2 separate regions of the Drosophila melanogaster genome follow, and region 2 is linked to region 1. Evidence: chromatin contacts called from public Hi-C data. All regions are on one chromosome and are shown on one strand. The core of a region is the stretch at or near the end of the contact, and the rest is flanking DNA. Distances in the headings are between cores, read along the strand shown. Region 1 holds the start of CG14722. Region 2 holds the start of mod(mdg4) (modifier of mdg4).

Region 1 (3,108 bases), core at 603-3,102:
TAGCAAATATATCGTTCTAGGCCATATTACTGGGTCCAGCGCCCGGATCATCATCACCATCCGCGTTCTCTTTGGTCAAGTCGGAAAAAAAGTCAGATGCATTGCTGCATTTTGAGGAGGGCAGATTGTGACGCTGCTCCTTGTAGGCATTGTGTTTCTCATTGTACTTGATATCTCCAAAGTCCTCGAAATACTTTACATTCCAGAATCGCACGTCGTTGTTGTGCGAGGATGATGCGATGAGCTCACCGCTGGCATTCACGTCTAACGATTCGATGGGCATGTTATGCTGTCCCACAACGCCGAGATTACGATACGGAGCGATGTGACAAGCTCGAATGTTTCCATCCTCTCCGGCGACGCAAGCAATCCGGTCTGTGATGGGGATCATTAGACTAATGGGGCTCTTGATGCCCGGATACATGTCGCAGTGGTACCCAAATTGGCCCCAGTTGTAGGTGTACAAGCGACCCTTGGAGGTACCAACCACCAGCTTGGAGTCACCGCGGTAGACCCCCATGCAGTTCAGCTCCTCCTCGTACGGCTCCGATTGCACGTACATCTTCCGTGCGGATATATTAAATGTAGTCAGGTAGCCATCGGCACTGGTGGCCAGCAGAAGCTTGCTTTGCTCGTTAGTCGTCAGCTGGGTGATCTGATCTTCCAGTTCTTTTAGCTCGAAGATGGCGTTCTTGGTGCGCAAATCCCACAGCTTGACCGTACCGGCATCATCGCCCGAGGCAAAGAGATTTTCATTCAGAACGTGCAGCGTGTTGATGGCATCATCGTGGGCCGTCTCGTATAGCTTTTTTAGTTTCTCCGTTTCCATATCGGTGACCATCACGCACTTGTCTTTGGAGCAGGTGAGCAGGAAGCGCCCATCCTCTGTGAACTCCACATCGCGGCATGCTTTGGAATGAACCTCAATAGTGCGCAGCAGCTTGTTAGCCTCGTTGTCATACTCGTACAAATGTACATCCCCGATTATTGTGGCCAAGGCGATGATGTCGCGATCCGGATGAAAGCAGATATCTGTTATAAAGTCTTCCAGCTTAATCTCTGGAGGGGAACTGCGTGGCTTCTTTATGGCTGCTATCATGGCACGTACAGTCTCGTCTGTTTCGTCGTCCTCGTCCAAGTCGAAGGTGGCTTCTGGTTGCTTGTTGCTGCCCGATGGATTATCGTCATCCTTGCGTTTCTTTGCACTCGTTGCTCCTCCGGCGGTGACACCACCCGCCTCGTCGAGCATTGAATCATCTGAATCGGAGTCCGCTGCATTTGGATCGAAACTGTCATCGCTGCTGCTACTATCGTTGCCTTCGTAACTAATGTCGCCATCGTTATCCGGCACTGGAGCACCCATGTCTACCAGGTCATATTCGTCGTTGTCGCTGTCCGACTCGTTCAGCACCTCCTGTTCGATTTCCGCTATTACTCCCACCACCATGTCCTCGTCCAGATCATCTAGTTCGTCTTCGTCGGAGGGGGTTTTAAAGTTGTTATGTCTGCGAAACGTATGTTCGGAACATGTTTAGGATTCCAATCCATTGACCCAATGCGGTGCGTAATAAACTACTCACGTGTGCATAATATTGCAAGTCCAAGCTCCGAAAATATCCGCTTTTATTTACCACGTTTGGATATTGTTTGGATACCACGAGAACAAGAAGAAGCAGAAAGCATGTAGCCACTCAGCTGTTCGATATGGTTGGCCAAATAACTAGTTCTTAGCTAAATTCGCTTTTAAATGTTTTCCTCTGATACACAACAATATATCAATTTACACTTTATATTTTCAATACAAGTCATGCGATGCGCTTTCATCGCTTTACAATTTTTTTTCTTTTAATGATCTTTTAAAATATTATCGGATTAAATATGGTATATTTGAGTAGGTTACTCTGATGTTTCAGCTATATGTGAAGGGTGGACCGACGGTCACACTAATTCCTATTCGCATTGTTTCCATTGGCATATTGCGCGGGTTTTTAGTCCGAAAGTGTATAAAATTGTATTGCTTACTTATTTGTTAACTAGTTGTATGCAAATTAAAGCGCTGACATCTGTTTAAATCGCTGGTCGTGATGTCCAAGAAGCCTGTCGCGCAAAGAAAACAGCTCACACTTAGCAGCTTCATTGGCCTGGATGGCAATTCCCAGAGTCAACCTAAGAGCAGAGGTATTTGGAGCATTTTGACCAAATTAGGGATGTTAATAGTTGCATTTCAGCCGCAAGTGTCAGAAGCAAGCCCCCCGCAGTCTACAATCCCATCTTTCTGGACGCGTCCTCATCCGACGATGAAACTACGGAGATATCCAGTCAATCCAACAATGGCACTATTGCTACGAAGAAGTCCAGCAGAGATCCTAGAACCGCAAAGCTCAAAAAACACACATACCTCGATCTGTCAGTGTCCCCACTAGCTAAACTTTCTGCCAAGAAATATGCCAGAGATTCGCCCAAAAAGCCCACATCCCTCGATCTGTCAGTGTCCCCACTAGCTGAACTTCTTGCCAAAAAATCTGACAGAGATTCGCCCAAAAAGCCAGTACAGAATGAGAATAGTTACACCTATCGGGGATTGTCGGAATCTCCTGTTGAAAATAAATCAATTGGCGATACACTAAGGAAACCACCTCAAAAAGAGAGGAAAACATCAATAGTTTGGCTTTCGGATTCTCCGGAAAAGAAAGTGACGCAAAATGAGAGGAAGATCCTAGACTCTCCACTCCAAAGGTTCTCCTTCGAGGACTTTCCAAACAAAGAAAATGGAAATAGACATCACCTACTCACACTGCCTGATTCGCCGCCCCCTCCGCAGCCTGTCAAGAAACCGGAGAAAACTATGTGGCAAAATGAAACAAAAACGATTCAGGATAAGGACTCCCCTGCAAACCCATTAGTTAGCAACAATCTGGCCTCCATTTCGACTCTGCTTGACTCATCGCGGGCTCCTAATACATATAAAGGCAGTAGTCGTAATCTTTTTGAGGATTCTCCAGAGAAAAGTGGCAGCGGGGAGCAAGGCTATAAACTGGGTTCAGCGAAAGAAAATGAAATCCCGACAAAGCCTGCGACCGCTTCTCTGGAAAGAAATAGCGTCACCTC
Region 2 (3,167 bases), core at 571-3,070, 9.6 Mb before region 1:
CTAACCTTTTACATTTCCACTCTTTTTAGAAAAACAATTCGAGTACGTTGTCAGCCAGAAGGGCCACGTGCTGCTGTTGCACAAGAAGTTCCCCTTCATCCGAGAGAAGTGCATAAATGGAAAAACCTACTGGCGCTGCACACAGTACACCACAAAGACCAAGTGCCATGGTCGGCTCCATGTGCTAAACGGAAAAATAGTGCACATCAAAACGCACAATCATTCACCACTCGACCAGGAGCGAAAGCAGTACATGAAGCTGCAATTGAATAATGTGTGAACCATCTTTTGGCTATGGTTATGAATTCCAAACAGTTTTGATTTTGTAATGCTGAAGGGAGATATCTTATAGTTTTGATAAACCCTAAATAAAACCTATACCTTAGAGCTGTGCTAGTGCTCTGCTTTCCATAATTGTAGTTAAGTGAAAGGAAAACATTTATTAATTAATTTTGATCAACTCGTTTATGTACATAAGAAAATGGATAAATGGACATATTTATTCATTTTCATAGACTTAGTTATTATAAGCATACAACTACGAAAATAATTTAAAACTGAGTTGCTGTAACGTTGAACGAAAGTTTTTAGTACGTTTGATTTTCTCAATTAAAACCCTAAAAAACAACCTGAAAGTGTGCGTAATAATTGTATTGTAACTTTTATCATGTAATTATAAACTTATGTAAAACATAATCCATTCAAGCCTAATCCTATATTTTTAATACTCACTTAACTTTGTGTGTATATATCATTAACACTTATGCTTTCCTTTGCAGGTACCTCACATTTGGCCACTTTTAGTTGCACCCGGAAGAAAAAGCGTAAGCTGGTAATCGACAGACATGAGTTTGTCATGGATCGGAAGCTGAAGAGCAGCATCAACTGGCGGTGTGCCAGGTATCGAAGTTCGAACTGCAAGGTCAGGGCCACCACCCACGTGCAGAAGAATGGACTGGAGGTGTACCGACTGAAATATGCGAAGCACTCGCACCTGTGACCTAAGAAAACATACAAATACCTGTTGAATAAATCTTAAAGCATTTTTATACAATAAATCATTATTAATCAAGTTAAAGCTTAGCAGGTGCTGAACAAAATTTCAATGGAGCTTAACTTTAGTGGTATTTTAGGGCTGTGAATGTATTCCATTAATTGGATTTTTAATATCATAGTAAAGTTGCAAAAACCAAATAGAAATAAAAGTGCGTGTAAGATATGTAGACTATTAAATACCCCTAAAGTTGTAAATCTTTACCTAACATTCATTTGATCTTTTACTTATAGATATAATACGCAAGCGAGGTATAATGATTGTCAAGGGCACCAAAGGAAAGCCCAAACTGCTGATGGGCGGCTACGAGTGAGTCTGTCGTATTATTAATATTATAAATAATATAATATAAAATTTTACCATTCCAGGTATTATCGCAACAATTCGCGGGGCTCCAAAACGTATTGGCTTTGTGCTCGGAATCGATACATGCGCTGCGCTGCTCGAATTATCACGTGCTCGGTGACTGGGGAGCTGATTATCAAGAACCAGCAACACAACCACGACACACTCAACCAGCCCAAAACTGAAATAAAGGAGAAACCACTGTCCTCTAGCCTTAAGTCTAAAGATCCCGAGCATTAGCCAATGCACCCCGCTCCATTCTGCTTCAAAGTCAACTCGATGTACCCATCTTATTTATACTCTATCTACATATAAGGGTAAAGCAATTTATTTTAGTTCGTTTAGACTAATGACATGTATGTGTTTAGGTATCGCGTGTATTAGTTAAGACCTTGCTACAAAGTTATCAAGTGCATGCCTTAAACTTTTATTTTAGTTTTAAAAGGATAACGGTATGTTAAAATAATAAAATAGGATTTGCATTTTTAGGAACCAATTTATTATATGCAAATAAGCGCGATACCTATGTATGTAAATGCGCATCTAGTGTTATGTCCTTGGGTGTATACCCATGTATCCAATAGGCACCCCAAGCTAATTTTTCTTTAGCTTTTTTACAGTTTATTATTTATTTAGCGTATAAGAATTAATGTCTCAGAGTTGCAACTTTCTAGTTTAATACTCCCAGGTATTTTTTTTAAATTAGAATTCTAAGGTGTATTTTGTGGGACTCTATCAAAAATTCTCTTTTAGGTATTAAATAACAATAATGAATCAACTTTTTTGATCCATTACCTATCATCTATGCTACTTTTCAAAAATCCCCTATTCCGTGCAAGTCAATACTACGTAAAAAGAATTTAAAATTCCTTGTTCGACTGGATTTCATTCTTTATAAAAACCGTATGAAGTGATTGAGTATGGGAATTGGAGCTTTACAAGGCCACGAAAAACTGTTTTATAAACAGATACATTCTTTATTGGTTCAACGACCCTTTGTTGCATGGCCAGCTCTCAAATTGATACCGCACACAATGACGGGCCTGCTAATTTCTTAAGTAAACTTTGTGGGTCTTGTTTATACAAATCGAGTTTCAAGCAAAGAGTGCGAAGTGTGGAATGACAAGAAAGCTGATTCAGCTTTCGGGCCACTTGAAATGTGTCCCTAAGTGAGGCATATTAATCTGCTATTGAACGCATTCGTTTGCATTCAGACAGTGGCTACAAAAAGTTGCCTCTTACTTCAGAAAAATAAATAAAACGACGTTCAACTTTTACGGTGCCATATTTTTACCTTGCAATGTGTATCTAGTGCGTTTTTAATAGTAAAAACATATGTTTACATTGTTGAAATGCAATATTTTGAAAATCTATTGTGTTTGAAAAGTTGTATTCAGCTACCTCGGGAAGCTTGAGCATCGAATATATTACTTAGCTCTTGTAGTATATCCAAAAGTAGAAAAAATAATTAAAAATGAATGCTTAAATTGCAGAATAATGTTTCAAATGAATGCGCCAATCGCAGTCGTTTTGCTGAGATAAGATGAATGGTTCGAGTCCGCGCCAAATATCTGTGAGATTGCAGCAGTGCTGCGCTGCGGTCATACTGCAGCGGTGAGATACAATCCCTCGGAGGCGAATTCGTTTACCGTACCGTATCGAAAAAGTTATATTCTCTCTCGAAAACCCGAAGCGAGCGGACGTGCAGCGCGTGCCGCGTAGAAACAGATACACAGCCCATAGATACAATTTCCCTTGGCTCGTTTCG

The links. Hi-C and Micro-C count contacts between places; a contact is called where the count stands out from the background.
Region 2: a Hi-C map of the Kc167 cell line shows a contact between it and region 1, with 3 times the contacts expected there. The contact joins the promoter of mod(mdg4) here to the promoter of CG14722 in region 1.

Annotation. Positions count from the first base shown.
Region 1 is chr3R:11,740,634-11,743,741 of dm6, reverse strand. CG14722 reads right to left here and starts at 1,852. Exons shown (of 2, transcript NM_141854.4): 1 at 1,581-1,852; 2 at 1-1,505. The coding sequence starts at 1,588. The coding sequence ends at 17. Blm (Bloom syndrome helicase) reads left to right here and starts at 1,959. Exons shown (of 4, transcript NM_079595.3): 1 at 1,959-2,178; 2 at 2,229-3,108. The coding sequence starts at 2,085.
Region 2 is chr3R:21,349,499-21,352,665 of dm6, reverse strand. mod(mdg4) (modifier of mdg4) reads left to right here. Exons shown (of 6, transcript NM_163881.2): 5 at 1,288-1,363; 6 at 1,423-1,820. The coding sequence ends at 1,639. It overlaps mod(mdg4) (modifier of mdg4), which reads right to left and starts at 1,820. Exons shown (of 6, transcript NM_163881.2): 1 at 1,423-1,820; 2 at 1,288-1,363. The coding sequence starts at 1,639. It overlaps mod(mdg4) (modifier of mdg4), which reads left to right. Exons shown (of 6, transcript NM_163881.2): 5 at 1,288-1,363; 6 at 1,423-1,820. The coding sequence ends at 1,639. It overlaps mod(mdg4) (modifier of mdg4), which reads right to left and starts at 1,820. Exons shown (of 6, transcript NM_163881.2): 1 at 1,423-1,820; 2 at 1,288-1,363. The coding sequence starts at 1,639. It also overlaps mod(mdg4) and aus.